3 separate regions of the Sus scrofa genome follow, and all the other regions are linked to region 1. A link is a contact called in public HiChIP or PLAC-seq data. All regions are on one chromosome and are shown on one strand. Each heading gives the region's core, a stretch centred on a gene start, on an enhancer-like site or on the middle of the called end of the contact. The rest is flanking DNA. Distances are from core to core; before and after follow the strand shown.

What was found. HiChIP or PLAC-seq counts read pairs in DNA pulled down with a chosen protein or histone mark.
Region 2: a contact with region 1 is called in an H3K27ac HiChIP or PLAC-seq map of skeletal muscle, with 7 times the contacts expected there. The contact joins two enhancer-like sites. A contact is called at or near these places in 2 of 47 Hi-C or Micro-C datasets (embryonic fibroblasts and fetal skeletal muscle) and 1 of 2 datasets of contacts at active chromatin or transcription factors (skeletal muscle).
Region 3: an H3K27ac HiChIP or PLAC-seq map of skeletal muscle shows a contact between it and region 1, with 3 times the contacts expected there. The contact joins two enhancer-like sites. A contact is called at or near these places in 1 of 47 Hi-C or Micro-C datasets (embryonic fibroblasts) and 1 of 2 datasets of contacts at active chromatin or transcription factors (skeletal muscle).

What each region holds. Positions count from the first base shown.
Region 1 is chr2:42,948,462-42,953,576 of Sscrofa11.1, reverse strand. It overlaps SOX6 (transcription factor SOX-6), which reads right to left. Exons shown (of 18, transcript XM_021085342.1): 11 at 4,450-4,572. Among named protein-coding and RNA genes, the nearest start is that of SOX6, 500 kb to the right of the region's middle. Within about 2 kb of position 2,441, at least 5 of the 83 cell types and tissues checked have an H3K27ac peak or open chromatin away from gene starts, as enhancers often do. A contact at or near this core is called in fetal skeletal muscle and skeletal muscle, where this site is marked.
Region 2 is chr2:43,398,300-43,403,414 of Sscrofa11.1, reverse strand. No RefSeq gene overlaps it. Among named protein-coding and RNA genes, the nearest start is that of INSC, 610 kb to the left of the region's middle. Within about 2 kb of position 1,979, at least 53 of the 83 cell types and tissues checked have an H3K27ac peak or open chromatin away from gene starts, as enhancers often do. A contact at or near this core is called in fetal skeletal muscle and skeletal muscle, where this site is marked.
Region 3 is chr2:42,663,658-42,668,772 of Sscrofa11.1, reverse strand. The region is part of intron 3 of SOX6 (transcription factor SOX-6); the gene reads right to left. Among named protein-coding and RNA genes, the nearest start is that of SOX6, 220 kb to the right of the region's middle. Within about 2 kb of position 2,377, at least 3 of the 83 cell types and tissues checked have an H3K27ac peak or open chromatin away from gene starts, as enhancers often do. A contact at or near this core is called in skeletal muscle, where this site is marked.

The DNA.
Region 1 (5,115 bases), core at 1,192-3,691:
TATACTTCTTTCCTCAAATCTTCTTCGAACTACACATAATGCCCATCAAATATAAGTGAAAATGTATTTATACTGATTTTTAAATTCTTTATATTTAATCCCTTTCATTTAGGCTACCACCCATACTATCATTATAAGAACTTATCTGTTAAAATATGTTCCAACTAAAGCTTGGTAGGCTTTGAATGCTCGATAAAAATTATTCTCTGAGGCTAATGAAGACAGAAACTCTGCCTGTAACAATATTAAGTTTGTTTTCTCTGGTGATTCAGAGAAGTGAGCAATCTGTCAGTAATACATTGAGTGAAATTACTTGTCTTGTAGGAATAACTGCTGACAGTCACTTTATTTCAGGGCTGACCCAAACATCTCCCTGCTGACAAACAAATTACTATGTCTAACTTTGAAAAGGTAACTAGCTTGTTTTTAATTTTGATTGGTCTTTCAGAATTCCTCACACACACACTCACCCCATCCTTCATTGTATTAAACAAAAAAAAAGTACCAAAAAGTGTTTTGAGGGGACAGGTTTGAATTCATGAGTTTAAAAAAAAGTAAAGGAAGAAAAGTCTATCATTTGGAACTAAGAAAAAGGACTGTTATTGCTTCTTTCCAAGACTGTTATACAGATAAAACTAAGTGTGTCTACCTTACATTAAGACTGGCACTGCCGCCAGTGACTGACTGGGTGAGTGAACACATTACCGAGACAGTATTGTAGGAATTAATTTTCTTCAATAAAGTGATTTTTAAGGCTCATATATTTCACAATCTAAACATATGTCACTGTTTCATAAACAAAATAAATGGATTAAAATAATACATTACCAATATGCTGACATGTGGAGATATTTTAATTAGAAATTCTTAAACTGTGTGATATTTAACTGCTGTATTTGCTAAAGAGAAGCATGCATCATTTAAATAAGAAGGCATGAGACAGGTGTATCACTTTGCATGATATGATAACAGATTGTATTTAATATAAACTACAACAATAATGCAACATTACTTCCAATTAAAAAATGAAACAAAACAAGATTACTTTAAGGATCTATCATATTGGAAGAAAGAACATAAAATGAATCAATACACTAAAACCACTTTTCATTTAAAAAAATCATTCAGAGCTTAGTTTCTAAGACAATATTTCTTCAGAAACAATCTAACATCTTAGCTATTTAAAGGCCATATTTACATGACTGTCTCATTATACTGGTCCCCCCTTTTGACTTACTTGAAGGACCAATGCTAACATAGCTGAGGAAAGCAAATGGCAACTGGTCCTGAAATTTATACGGGTAGAGAATTGGAATAAGTAGCAATATAATATATTGTTTACTGTAGCAAGTGCCCTCTGTTCTCTAAAGGTCAAAAGCACTGTAACCTTAGAGTTACAGTTTCTGATTGTTCCCCGGGTTAAATACATTATCAAAATTAATGGTTCAAGTTCCTCAACCTTCAGATATATGAGTATTCGTGCCTCCATCTGCTGAACTGTTCAACTAAAAATAGCATTCTTTGGCCTTCTCTCTCCTAATATTGTGCCCCTGAGGCAGAGAAAATCATGCCTTAGATCAGCACAGAGTACAAAAAAAAAAAAAAAAATCTTTCCTAAGTCTTTCTTATTTTAAAGAAAGAAAGAACAGAGATATACTAGTGTAAAGAGGATCTTACCACTTTAAATACCTTTTCTCTATCTGTTATCAAAGTTTCAGGCTTCCGGAGTATCACTATAAATGCTGCTAAGGTTTACCCAGGCCCGTTAATGTTAGAAGTGACAACCTTTGAAAGACAAATTAACTGCATTGTCAGGTAGAAAAGACCACTTCTGAGCAAGCAATACAGCAGGGTATGTGTTGAGGTGGTGGTGGAATGTATGTGTTGTGGATTTTCTTCCTAAGAATCTCCAATTAGAAATAAAACGCTTTAACATAATTGTAATGCTTTCTCAGTATCCTCAGTTTATCATGATCATAATTGTTGACAGTGCTGTGACATTTTAGCTTGTCAAAAGAGTAGAGAAAATCCTAGCTAGAAAAGAAAGTAGACTTTAAAATCAATACAGCAAGATATTATTACATTTTCTCTTTACTATTACTCAAGATTTAAAATGTTAGTGTCTGTAGCAGCTTAGATATGGGTGTCTACCATGCTGTTCATGGAAACCCCAAAAACATGTTATATTCACACCAGGAAAGTCTGAGAAACCTGCCTTTCAAACAAGGTCAATCTTTCCTAAGCAGTGTACCATACAAGCAAACAAAGCAAAGGTTTCCTGACATTGAGGAAAAAGGTGCAAAAAATGGAAGCAAGAGAACAGAGCAAGAGCAAGAATAAACAAAAACCCAGGAAACTCTCAAACCAGCCCAGACTTAAACTGCAAAGCTATGAGGGCCTCTGCCTTAATGGGTTCTGTATTTAGCCTAATTAAATTGACAGACATGAGACATATGTTGTACTACTAGATCAGTATTGCTGCATCACTACACAAATCTGGCACTCACGTATAAGACATAGCAGTTTCCAGAAACCCAACAGAAGCCAGGATTGACAGCATCAGGGGTCTCTGACAGTGGGGGGAAGAGAAGTCACCCTAAGTGAAAAATTGGTAAAAGAAGAGATTGGATAGAAAACTAACTAAGGGAAGATTGATGGGATAGAATGTAATACCTTAAGAGAAAATGAAAGTCAAAGAGGAGAGGAAGTTTTGAATTTGAGCCAAGGCCACCTGCTTCCACATTCTTCCAAGCACTTAAAAGTTTAACAAACAATCTGTCCTGAGTATGTAAGCTTGCTAACTGTCATCACACAGAAAGGCTTGTTCTTAATGTCCAGTGATCTCTCTGCTCAGCAATTGTAAGCACAGTTGACTTTCCGAATGTCTAGAAATAGGGCACCTTCTCTACAGCCAAAAGAAAGCCTTAGAAAAGAAATTCCTTCTGGCTGTATAGAAGACAGTGGATACTCTAACAGTATATGCCCTGTCATGTGTGGATGGAAACCCCCTATATACTTATACGTCAAAGGAAAACAGGAAAGAGGAAGCAAGTGACAAGCTCTGAACTCTTCCTTAGGCTACTTCCAAGGTGGCCTTTGATCTTGTCCTCTTCTTTCTTCTCAGAAGTGAGCATTCTCTATCATTTTCTAAAAATGCAGATCCACACACAGCAGAAAAGATAATGTCAAAGGGACACTTTATTGATTACATAGAATTTGATATGCATTGACTGGTAGGGCCAATGGAAGCTGAATATACAACTTTGCTAGATGTAAATGTTTTCTTGTTCTGAATTGGGTTTACCATCCTAAGTTAGAACATAAATTTAGTATTAGAGCTAACCAAGAAAGTTAAAGTGTATTTAGGTAACTTGTCTCCATTTTTTTTTTGGTGATTCAACAGATACCTGGCAAGCCAGAGAGGTACACCAGTGATATAGGAGAAGAATTAAGCATGATATTGGAGAAAGGAAGACTAGATCCCCATAGCAGAAAGGGGCTTTGTTTTCAAAAGAGCCATATGAGTCTTCTTCACCCGTGTAGTAAGAAGAGCCCACAAAAACAACAAAGAGCTTTACTGGAATTTAAATATGAAAGAGATATCTTAGAATTTTATGGGGCAAAAAACAATCACTCATGCCCAGGCACTCAACTCCACTTTAGCCAGAGAAAACTAAATTAGGAAACCCAAATTAGGTAGAGTTAGAAATCCTAACTGTGTAATAATTCTGGCTCAGAGTTTTCTGCTTGTTTGTTTGTTCTTCTTAGGGCCACGCCTGCAGCATATGGAAGTTCCCAGGCTAGGGGTCAAATTGGAGCTGCAGTTGCCGGCCTATGCCACAGTCACCGCAACATGGGATCTGAGTCACATCTGCTACCTACACCACAGCTCATGGCAACACTGGATTGTTAACCCCCTGAATGAGGCTAAGGAATCAAACCCATATCCTCAGGGTAGTAGCTGGGTGCGTTACTGCCGAGCCATGACAGGACTCCAGAGCTCCAAGAATATTCTGTAGCCTCAGTTAAATAACTTAATATCTCTGAATCTCTGATGTTTTGTCTATAAAAGCAGGATTATACTTTATCAACTCCATAGGTTGTTATATAGTCAAATGAGGGTTTTTTTTTTAATGTTTAAGTGTTTTAAAATAGTATACAACTCTATATATTAAAAAGCTAGGAGAAATAAAGATGGTTTTTGAAAGTACTCAGAATGTAAAGAATTTGCCTAAATATATAGCAATAAACAGTCTACTTCAGAGGCATGGGGTTTGCCTTTTTCTCTGAAAGAAAAGGAGTAAAAATGAGCCTCCTTAAGAATAAGAAAAAGGGAAGGATTACATTTTAGCGTTTAGGCTGAGTGTTTGCCACTTTTTAAAAAAGCCTAGAATATGACTGAACAATCCAGTCCCCCACCCAATGAAGCACCAATGGAAGCATTCATACCTCAATCTGTTTGTGGTTGTAAGAGTGGCCACCACCATGTTCAAAGGTGTCCAAACTCCTGCCAAAACGGTCACTTAGGCCCTTTAGCCTTGGGTTAATTTGTGGGTGGGAGACATGACCTTTCTGTTTAGTAGCATATTCAGAAAAAAAAAAAAGACAAAACATACTGTCAGAACTCATGAAACAGAACACATATTTCTAAATCCAGGGTATTGACCACACCAAAGAATAGAAAGCAGGTTTAGGACCTAGACACTCTCTTTCATAGAAACTTGGTTATAGGACCAAACAATGGTGCTGTTTTCTTATTTCTGCCTCTGACTCAAGAAGACACTCAACAGCATAGCTATGGAAAGGGGGAAGATAGATTAGGTTGACTATGAGTAAGGTTTGTTTTTAGATTTTTGCCAACTGCAGTGTTTCCCTGCCAGTAAGGGAGAAGGTGAGGACTTGGAAGAGAGGTAGGATTGCTACTTCCATTAGGCAAGATTTCTAGCTCTACCAGGCAGTCTACAATGGGTAACACCTTTAAGACTTTCTGGATGAGGCTTGTGACAAAACCTTCCCAAACTACTGCAAAAATTCTTTATATGTAGACTCAGTTGAAATGTTCGAAACGACGCTTTTTTCATGGTAAAATATTGGTGTATTTTTTATCTTCAAATC
Region 2 (5,115 bases), core at 730-3,229, 450 kb before region 1:
TTTAAATGAATTATAAGTGGTGACGTGTGCTTTGAGGCAAAAGAGAAAAAAAAAGAATTTTCTATGAGAGAACAATAGCATTTTCCCCGCCACCTTCCCCACAACTCCACGTCCTGCCATCCACCAACTGCTATTCAAAAGATCATAGGCCTCTGCTGCATGCAAGTTTGTATCATCTTGGATCAGTGAGCATCTTACTCCATTCAGGCAGCTATATCAAAATACCGTAAACTGAGGTGGCTCATGAACAACGAACATTTAGTTCTCAGGTTTCTGGGATGCTGACAAGTCCAAGATCCTAGACCTGGCAGATTCAGTGTCTGGTGAGGAACCACTTTCTTGTCTTCTCACTGTAACTTCCCATGGGGAAGTGGGCAAGGGAGTTTTCTCAGGCCTCTTTTATAAGGGCACTAATCCCATTCATGAGGGCTCTACCCTCATGATCTAAACTGCCAAAGGTCCCATCTCTAAATACCATCTCCTTGTAGGTTAGGATTTCAACATGTGAATTTGGGGAGACACAAACATTCAGACCACAGCCATGAGCAGTCTTTTGAAGGCCCAAGGGAAACATCCCCAGGTGTCAGGCTGCTTCCTGGTCAGTCTTGGCTACAGCCTTCTTTGATGGGCTTCCTGCATATCATTATTATTCCTACGTCTACTCATTTTTTGTTGCAGTTTTTTAGGGCCACACCCATGGCATATGGAAGTTCCCTGGCTAGAGGTCAAATTGGAGCTACAGCTGCCAGACTATGCCACAGCCACAGCCACAACACCACCAGATCTGAGCCACATCTGCGACCTACACCACAGCTCACAGCAACGCCGGATCTTGAACCCACTGAGCGAGGCCAGGGATCGAACCTGCGTCTTCATGGACACTAGTCAGGCTTGTTACCGCTGAGCCTCAGTAGGAACTTCCCTACTTCTACTGATTTAAAAAGAATGTTCACAGAAGTACCATGACCTGTCTAAGATGACACAGCCAGTAAGGCCATACTAGAGGTCAGGATGAATGCCCTAAAAGAGGGTGACATAAGAGATCCTGGTGGCATAGGGAAGGCTGAGGGGCATGCCTGACTCAGAATGAGGTTAGACTGTCACGACAGGTGAAGTTCTAACCCTCTGGAAGCTAGAAACAGGGACAGCGGCCATTCTTTGGAAGACCCACAATTGGTTCACTTTGACTGATCAGAAATAGCCCTCCAAATCCAGAGGCAGGATTTTCAGACCTTCTAAAGGGAGCTGTGGTCAGATGGGGTACAAGGGGCTTTTCCTAGTACTCCTGTTTCCCCTAGTGCCCATAACAGTGCAAGCCAGAGAACCGGGGCTTCAGATGGCCCAGCTAAGTTGCTCTCACACAACTGCAAAAGGATACTCAGAACAAAAGGAACAGGGTGTGATGGGAGGGTCCAGTCAGAGGGACCTGAACACTGTTCTCTGCCATCCTCAGTCCTGGGCAGCCCTGCCTATCGGCACCTCCCCTTCAGAGGCCTGTATGCCCTGCCCTGCAGTTCCCAGATTCGGACAGTAGGTGGCAGTGGGTCGTGAGAAATCTCTGTAGTCGCCTTCTGGGGCTTTGGAGACCCAGCCAGGAGAAAAACGTGGCTGGGCTTCGGCCGCGCTGGTGAGAAACGCCCCCGGGGTGGGGCGAGGGGGCTGTCCCGGGACCCTGCGGCTCCGCTCCGCTCCGGCCGAGGTCAGCGAGGACCTGGGAGGCAGCGCCCTGAGCAGGACATGGCGGGCTCCTCGGGGCTCCCGGTGCGCCGAAGCGGCTGTGCTGCCACGGGGAGCCCTTGGGGACCTTTACCCCTGGCGAAGGCCTTGCCCATTACCTTCTTAGCCAGAATGTGTGGCTGGCGTGGGAATTCATTTCCTACGCAAATAACTTTTTTTTTTTTAACTGAAGAAACTGCCATTCACAGAGGTTAAGAGATTTGGCCGTGGCCACAGAGCCGGCTGTGTCTGTGCAGAATTACAACCCAGTTCGGTCTGATGAGTAGGTGCGGGGTCCCCTTGTAAGAAGCGCCTGGGTCTAATCTGGAGTGGCTTCTCTCTGGTCTGCGTTTCAGACTCGTGGCTCAGCTCCGGTGTGGCCCTGGGCTAGTTTTGCCTCCACTCCGACGCGATGTTTAGCGAGGGAAGTAGCTGCGATGGCCTCTGGGTGGCCTTCGAGGGCCCTAATTCGCTCCCCAAGCCCGAAAGGTACAGCCTCCCCCTGCCCAGCATCCGGACCCTAACAGAGCTGGCCCGCCTGTCTGCCTCCTCTAATAAGTAATACTGGGTCTCATCCCCTCTCACAACCTCTGACATTTTAAAGCACTTTTACACTTGAGAATTCGTTAGATCTTTACAATCACCCTGCGAGGCAGGCAGAAAAGGGGTGTTTACTTTTACAAAAGGGAAAAACCGTGCCTTCAGAGAGGTGATTTGCCAGTCAGTGAGTAGCTGAGCCCGGTCTTGAACCCTAGGTCTTACCAGCTGCCTCCCTCAACCGGGAGGGAGTAGAAGTGCTGGTGCGAGAACTCTCCTGCGGCGAAGGCCGCTTCCGCGCCTGCCTCTTCCACTCCCGACAGCGGCGGGCGGGGAGCAGCGGACAAATTAATTCACGCAATCTTTACATTATGTATAATGCTGCATGATTTTATTTTGCTTCATTCCCGAAATCTTTTACAGTAATTAGTAGCCGAGTAAAATATAAAAATTAATGCAATATAACACTTTAATGGTAATAATACACCATCCTGTCTAATTAATAAAATCTGTTGTTTCCAAGCACGATTATTTATTTGACAAATTGATAGCACACATCCTGTTCATACCCTCTTTTCTGGCTCCTATCCTTTCAGTTTATTGAATAAAATTGTAGCAGGAAAATAAACAGATTGTCTTCTGACCTGACAAGCAAGTGAGAAATAAACCCCTCACTCATACATCTCTAATTGTTCTCAACAATATTCTCCAACACATGTCCAAGTCTGTTAGAAATGAATCTCAATTTCTCCTTCCTTTTTTTTTTTTTTTAAATAATTGTATCTCCTTATTATAGAGGAAAGAGACCTAACTACCCTTTTTCTCGGGCAGTCTGGGGAGATGAATTTTGTGACTGTTTAGAGATTCTGATGGCTCGCTGATGGAGCTATTGCTCTGCTCTGCAGAGAGGCAGTCCCGGGCTGCTCTGAGCTACTGCTATGGAGGAAAGCTGAACCCACCTCCGAGGCAGGGAGGAGGCAGACGGGAGGATTGTCATCAGGAGTTAGGAAAACAAAACCTAGAAAAGGGTTAGGGCAGAATACTCAGCCCTGGCAATATTTATGGCTAAGGGGTGAGAAACAACGTCCAGTGTTGTTGCGTGTGGAACTTGGGATGAAACACTGATCTAATTACAAACCAGACCTAACGTGTATTATTTTATGTAACACAGGGACATTTTATATGCTGTGAAAATATGAAAGCATGTTAAGCTATAAATAGGGATGATGAAGCTAAGACACCGAGAGACACAGAGACAGATGGAGAGAAAGACAGAAAGAGCAAGACAGAAAGAGAAAGAAGAAAAAAAAAAAGAGGGAGAGTCACCATCTGAGGGTTATTTTGCAGCATTTTTCTCTGAAAGAAAGATTGTGATGTGATCTATGTTTGGGGTGTTTGGGGAAAAGCTATGCTATGCCCAGCTTTCAAGCTACATTTGCTATAATAAAAAAGGAAAAATCTCCAAGTGCACAGGTGAAAAAAGTCACCCTCTCGTGGAAACTGGCCTCAGTACACAAACAGAGGTGTGCACACCTAAATACACACACACACACACGCACACACACACACACACACCCTGATGGATTTCCAGAGCCCTTTCTAATGAAAAGCTCTATGATCCCATATGCACCAGGCCCAGCGCACGCGCACATACACACACACACACACACACCAGTCACAATGAGACAGGACAAATGTGTATATACCCTGCTGAGCCCAGGCCATTGCGTCAATGTACTCTTGCCCCACTGCTGAAACTTCCTGGGCCACCCTGCCTTCCCTGAAATCTCAATACTCTGATCTTATTAAACCTCCCCCACCTTTTCCTATTGACCCAGTTCCCCACCTCATCACCATTATAAGCTAATTATTTTAATAATAATTTTAAGAAGACTTTAAATAAGATTTGCTTGAGAGCATTTCCTAGTATCACTGGAATCCCGTAAAGTAGAGGATTCCTTCAAGCTTCTGCCAACCCCCAAGTATACAGAAGGTGATTGATAAGTGCAGTTTGAGTGCTTTACCTTGTATAAAGTGCTTCCCTATGAATTGTTTCGGGGCAGGGGTTACTATATATGTATTTTGTAGATGAAGACACATGCAGCCTCTTTCCAGGAGGGAACAATTGGGGTATTTATTGAAAAAGAATATTTACTGAACATTTTCCATGGGTAAGATACTACCTACACAATTTATAGGTATTAGTTCATTTAATTCTCAAAATAACTCCAATTGTTCAGTTATTACTCCCAATATGATAGATGTGGAAGCTGACATTCAGAAGGTTTGTGTAATTTGTCCCAAATTATACAATATGTGATAAGCCTTGGGTTTGAACCTTCATCTGTCTGAATTTGCAGTTCCTCAAAGCCATGTTCTAATCCCTTCTCTTGAGAGTCAATGGCTAAATGACTCTGAGCAAGTAATGTTAACTGGGACTCAGTTTCCTCAACCATAAAGCAATTAAAATCCTCACTTCATGGGATTGATAGGAAGGCTAAAGGAAACTAGGGTATATAGATTTAGATATCTATCTGCATAGATATATAAATCTATATGCACACACATATGCATATAATTATATACAATAATTATATAATATAATGCCAGTCATGCATTAGGATTTTAATAAAGCCTAATTTTTCCCTTCAATCCTTTTGTCCTTCTGTCAGCCACTGCTGCAGAAATTGCCTGTAAGATAACTCCGTTGGTGAGGGCTGCACCTAATGGCCATTCCAGGTTCCACACCTTGGTTTTATCATTTGTAAAATAGGCAGAGACCAGCTTTTTTTGTGCAGACAAAATGAGTTAAGGCATGAGAGGTCAGCACAGTGCCTGGTATACAGTTTGTACCAAATAAAT
Region 3 (5,115 bases), core at 1,128-3,627, 280 kb after region 1:
ATGCTATGTGCCAAGAACAATGTTAGCTGCTTTCCATAGGTTAGCTCTAAGACCCATAATAACCTAAAAAAGTAAATGTTATTGCCTCCATTTTACAGTACAGAAAACTGAAGCTCTGGGAAATTAAATAACTTACCTAAGGTCACAAAGCCAGTAAGAGGCAGCACCAGAGCTTTAACCCTGGTCTGTTTGGCTACAACCTTTTCATTGCATTATGATGTTCCTATTCCCATTCCCTACTCCTTCTCTCCACCATGAGAAGCTGCCTCATCTCTACATTTCCAGATCACACATTCAAGGCTCAGCTAATATATTACCTCCTCCAAAAGCCTTTCAAGAATATATTATCCCACCATTGCATTCCTACTGCAGTTATTTCTTGTAACATTCACTTACCTTGATCAAGACAGACCTATATTTGTCAGTACCCTGTTCTGTTTATGTTCTATGCCCTCAATCAGTCAACCCATGTATGCGCCCTGAAGCAGATTCTTCAGGCAATTTGTACTATCTAAATATGCCTTACATTACCTTCAATCAAGCCTCTAAAGGGGGACAAGAATTTTGTCATATAATTTGTATCCCCAAGATAACTGGCAGAATCCTAAGCACATATTAGGGCTTAATAATGTATTGATTGGCTCCAATATTCTTAATCATAGGAAATTTTTAGTAATAACAACCATAACAGCTAACCCTATATATATACATACATATATATGTGTATGTGTACACATACACACATATATATATATATATATATGAATGAACTCAATCCTCACAATGATGAATAATGTACATACTCCATTTTACAGAGGAAGGTGAGGAACATAAAAGCAAAGTGACTTGTCACAAGGTTACACAGCTAATAAGAAGCAGAGGCAGGATCCAAATACATGCAGTCTCAATCCAGAGTCAGCATTCCCTTGACTACTTTACAAATATTATCTTCACTCAATAGATAAGATTAAACAAATCTCACATCTTAAAAAATTATAAAACTCACACATTACTTCTGCTGTAAACACTGTATTAAGGAGATATGGAAAGAAGAGTACCTGCATATAGTATGAAAAAAAAAAACTGAGCAGTAGATCCAAAGCTACTGGGAAAACAAGAAGAAAGGAAAATTGAGAAGCATTTCTCTTTAGAAAAAAATTAGAGTGTGCCAACTGTGCCATATTTGCAGTCTCTGATTTATAAAGCATCCATCCTGACTTCCTCTCATTAATACACCAAATTATATAGCATACCTCAGACTAAGCAACCATTATTAGCACAAGCTCTGCAACTCTACACCAAAATCATATAATTTTGAACCAGTGAAATGCCACCACCTCTGGGCTGACCCACACAACAGCTATTTAGGGTGTCAGAGAAATGGCCTGAAGAAGATCCAAGAAAAAACTGGAAAGTAGAATGTTGATTTCCAAATCCTTCAAACTTGATTAGGATCTTGCAAAAGTCGGGAAGAAAAATACAAGGTATATTTCTACTTTAAAAAGGCAACAAAAAATTCTTGATAATGTAAAGATGATGAAAGTAGAGGCAAGTGATGTAGATTTGTATGTAATTCATAATTTATGAAGCATTTTCTTGTACATCATTTCTTTTAATTCATACAGTAACTTGAAACCAGTAGTCCATCATCTCAAAAAACTCAGCCTCTACAAATAGGACTCAGAGAAGATAAATTTCCATTGTTATTTAGCTATAAAGTAGTAAGACCAGAACTAAAATCCAAGTCCTTTCAAACAAAGCTCCTTTCCTTGCAACATGGGGTTTCCTTTTAAGAAAAATAAAAACAAACAAACAAAAAAGCCTCTTGTGTTATAGAGACGTAATAGTGATTGCAAAATAGAAAATGACTAAACACAAGAATGACAGGTCTCATTTCTCTGTTCTTGGAAGAAAAATCCACATCTCCCTCTTGAGAATAAAATAATAAGTAATGAGGAGTTCCCGTCGTGGCGCAGTGGTTAACGAATCCGACTAGGAACCATGAGGTTGCGGGTTCAGTCCCTGCCCTTGCTCAGTGGGTTAACGATCCGGCATTGCCATGAGCTATGGTGTAGGTTGCAGACGCGGCTCGGATCCCCCGTTGCTGTGGCTCTGGCGTAGGCCGGTGGCTACAGCTCCGATTCAACCCCTGGCCTGGGAACCTCCACATGCCGCAGGAGCGGCCCAAGAAATAGCAACAACAACAACAACAACAACAAAAAGACAAAAGACAAAAAAAAAAAAAAAAAGATGATAAGTAATGAATAAAGCCCTCCTGGTTGCTTTCCACCTCCATGTTGCCTAACTTTACTCCTCCCTCCCTGAATCTGGACAGTGAAGCATCTCTGTAACACAATACACCACCACAGTGGTGACACAGATACATGAAAAACAAGTCCCATGACTCTGCTTAGGAAAATGCCAAAGGAAAACCAGAGGAAATCTAGAACCCTGAAAATAAATCAATTATCCCCATATAGCACAGCATAATTCTCCAAGGGAAAGTAAAATAAAGGGTGATGGAAGCTCTGTGTGGTGGGCTATAAGTATGATGGGGAGAATAGGGGATCTAGGGCCTGGAAAAGGAAGAAAAATTAAAAAGCAGGCAAGTTTAGATTTATCTACAGTTTGTTATGGCTGCAGAACTCTATGCCACAAAGTAAAGGAAACTGCTGCTTCAGAGTTCTACAATTTCCTGGGGAGCAGAGATCAACAAACAAATCCACCCTTTCTCAGAACTAACACATGAAACTCTTTCAACATTCATATTCAAGGAATGACAAGTCAGACATTTCATTGCAGAGACAGCCAATATGATTATGCCCACAGAGGATATCCCTGTTTACCTCTCTAGTCATAGAGATGCCCATAAGCCTTGGCATGTTGCCAGTCTAACATGTAAACATATGGTTCCAGATAAGGAAGGTGCTACATAAAACCAACATTATTTTTCTCACTATTCTTTTATTAATTCATTCAATACATATATGTATATGCCTGACACAGTGGTAGATTCTTGGGATAAGGCAGTGAACAAAATATAGTTTCTGCCTTCATAAACTCACATTCTAAGTGAGTATTCAAAATCTTAATACCGCTAAGATTTCTTCCACCTCTAAGATTCTATGGTTCCATTACTAAAGAAAAGGCTTCAGTTGCAAATGTCCCTGGCAGAGAAACACTTTGAGCACCTAAAGGAAAAGGATCATCTTATAGCCTCAGCATCTAGCATGATGTTTAATGCTCAGTCAAGGTTTTTAAGTGAATGAAGAAAATTGCTATGTTAAAGATATGGAAACTGAGATTCAGGATGAAGAAATAAATTACCTACGGTAAATTATTGCGAAGTGGTAGAGCTAAGAACTATACCCTGACCTAGTGCTATTCTAGGGACACCAAAAAATCTTGATGAAATGGATTAGGACTTTATTTTTAAGGACTATTCCATTATTGAAAGTCAGCTCCCCAACAGTGAATCTCTGCATCTTTGCTTATATCTGAACTTACTAGTACTAGAAAACTTAACAAGAGATAAGATCTGAAATAGTTTAGAAATGAAACTACCCTTAAAAATTACCTAGTTCTATCTCCTTACTTTTCAGATGAAGGAACTAATTCGAGAAAGACAGAAATTTGCCTGCAATCCCACAGCTAACTATGCTTAGCACCAAAACCCAAACCAAGTGTGCTATTCCATCACCACACTGTCTCTCCCGAGTTTCTTGACAATAAGAATTACCGAATTTTTTTTTTTATATTCCCACCAACACTCAGAAGCTGCCCCACATATACAGTGTGACTGGCATATTACATTACCCAACAAATTAACTATTAAGGAAATTTTGTCTTCAAAGCTAACTTTTCCTCCTCCCCAAAATCTCTCTATTCCAGTTAGACCAGAGAATTTTTAACACCTTTTGGACCAAGATCCTGAGCTAAAAGACTCCAGCAGGAAATAGCCAGCTCAATATACAGCAAGAATAACCTTATGCTAATATTCTTTCCTTGGGGAAAAAGGAAACTGTCAGGACTTAACAGGACAAGACCTTCCCCAGTGGGTTTTGCTAGAAAATAATTGGGCGGCCCAAAGACTTGCCTTTTCAGAGAAAGAAAACTTTACCTATAACCTAGCTGAAGAGGAATTTTACCGAGCTGCACTTACAAAGATGATCTACTCTGCAGTCAGGCTTCCCTTAGGGAAGTCAGAAACTTCACAGGAACACTAAATTGGGAGCAATAAGACTTTAACTCTTATTCTAGTCTGTCGCTAATAAGTTATTTGACATTAGGCAAAAATCACTATCCTCTCTGGAGTTATTTGACTCACCCAAAAGCAGGGATAATAATACTTGCCACGATTACCTCAAAGGATAGTTACGTAGAATATATGAACTAATGGCCATTATATCAATTTGAAAAGTATAAAGCACCATGCAAAAAGTATAAAGCATACGCAAATATGAGGTAGTACAATTAATTACTAGTATTATTACTCAGAAACATTGCATATTTTAGAAGCCATAAAGCCTCTATAATCACTTATAAAGAGGCAGAAGCAGTGTGACACAGCAGGAAGATCCCTATTTTGGAGTCACATAGCCCTAGGTATGAATCTAGACTCTGTGACCTTGACAAGTTTTTAAACTTTTAAACTTCAACAGTGTCCTCCTCTGAAAATGGACACATTATTACTGTGAAACTGGTAAGAAGAATAAGTAACAAATATTTACAAATATACACTTAAAAGCATCTTGTTATTATAGTATAAAATGGTATCCTTTCTTTTTCCAGAGAGCTTAGAACTTCAGAGTTTTATCTAGCATTCACACCATGGGAGCAGTTGAAACATCTATAATGTCAAGCAGTTGCAGCTGATTTAAAATGAAAAAAATCACTACCAACAATAACAACAGCATCCCTGATCAACATATTAAAGCAAAAAATGCAGATGCTAATTAACCTAGGATATTAGCAATTGGGCCACAATTTAGGAGCCAGTTCTATCAATGGGCATTTTCTCAATCACTCAGACAAACTGTTGTGCTTATTTCAAATCCACTGCACTGAGGCTCTTTGTGACTGGATTGTTGGATTACTGCCTGCATTTCTGCCTTC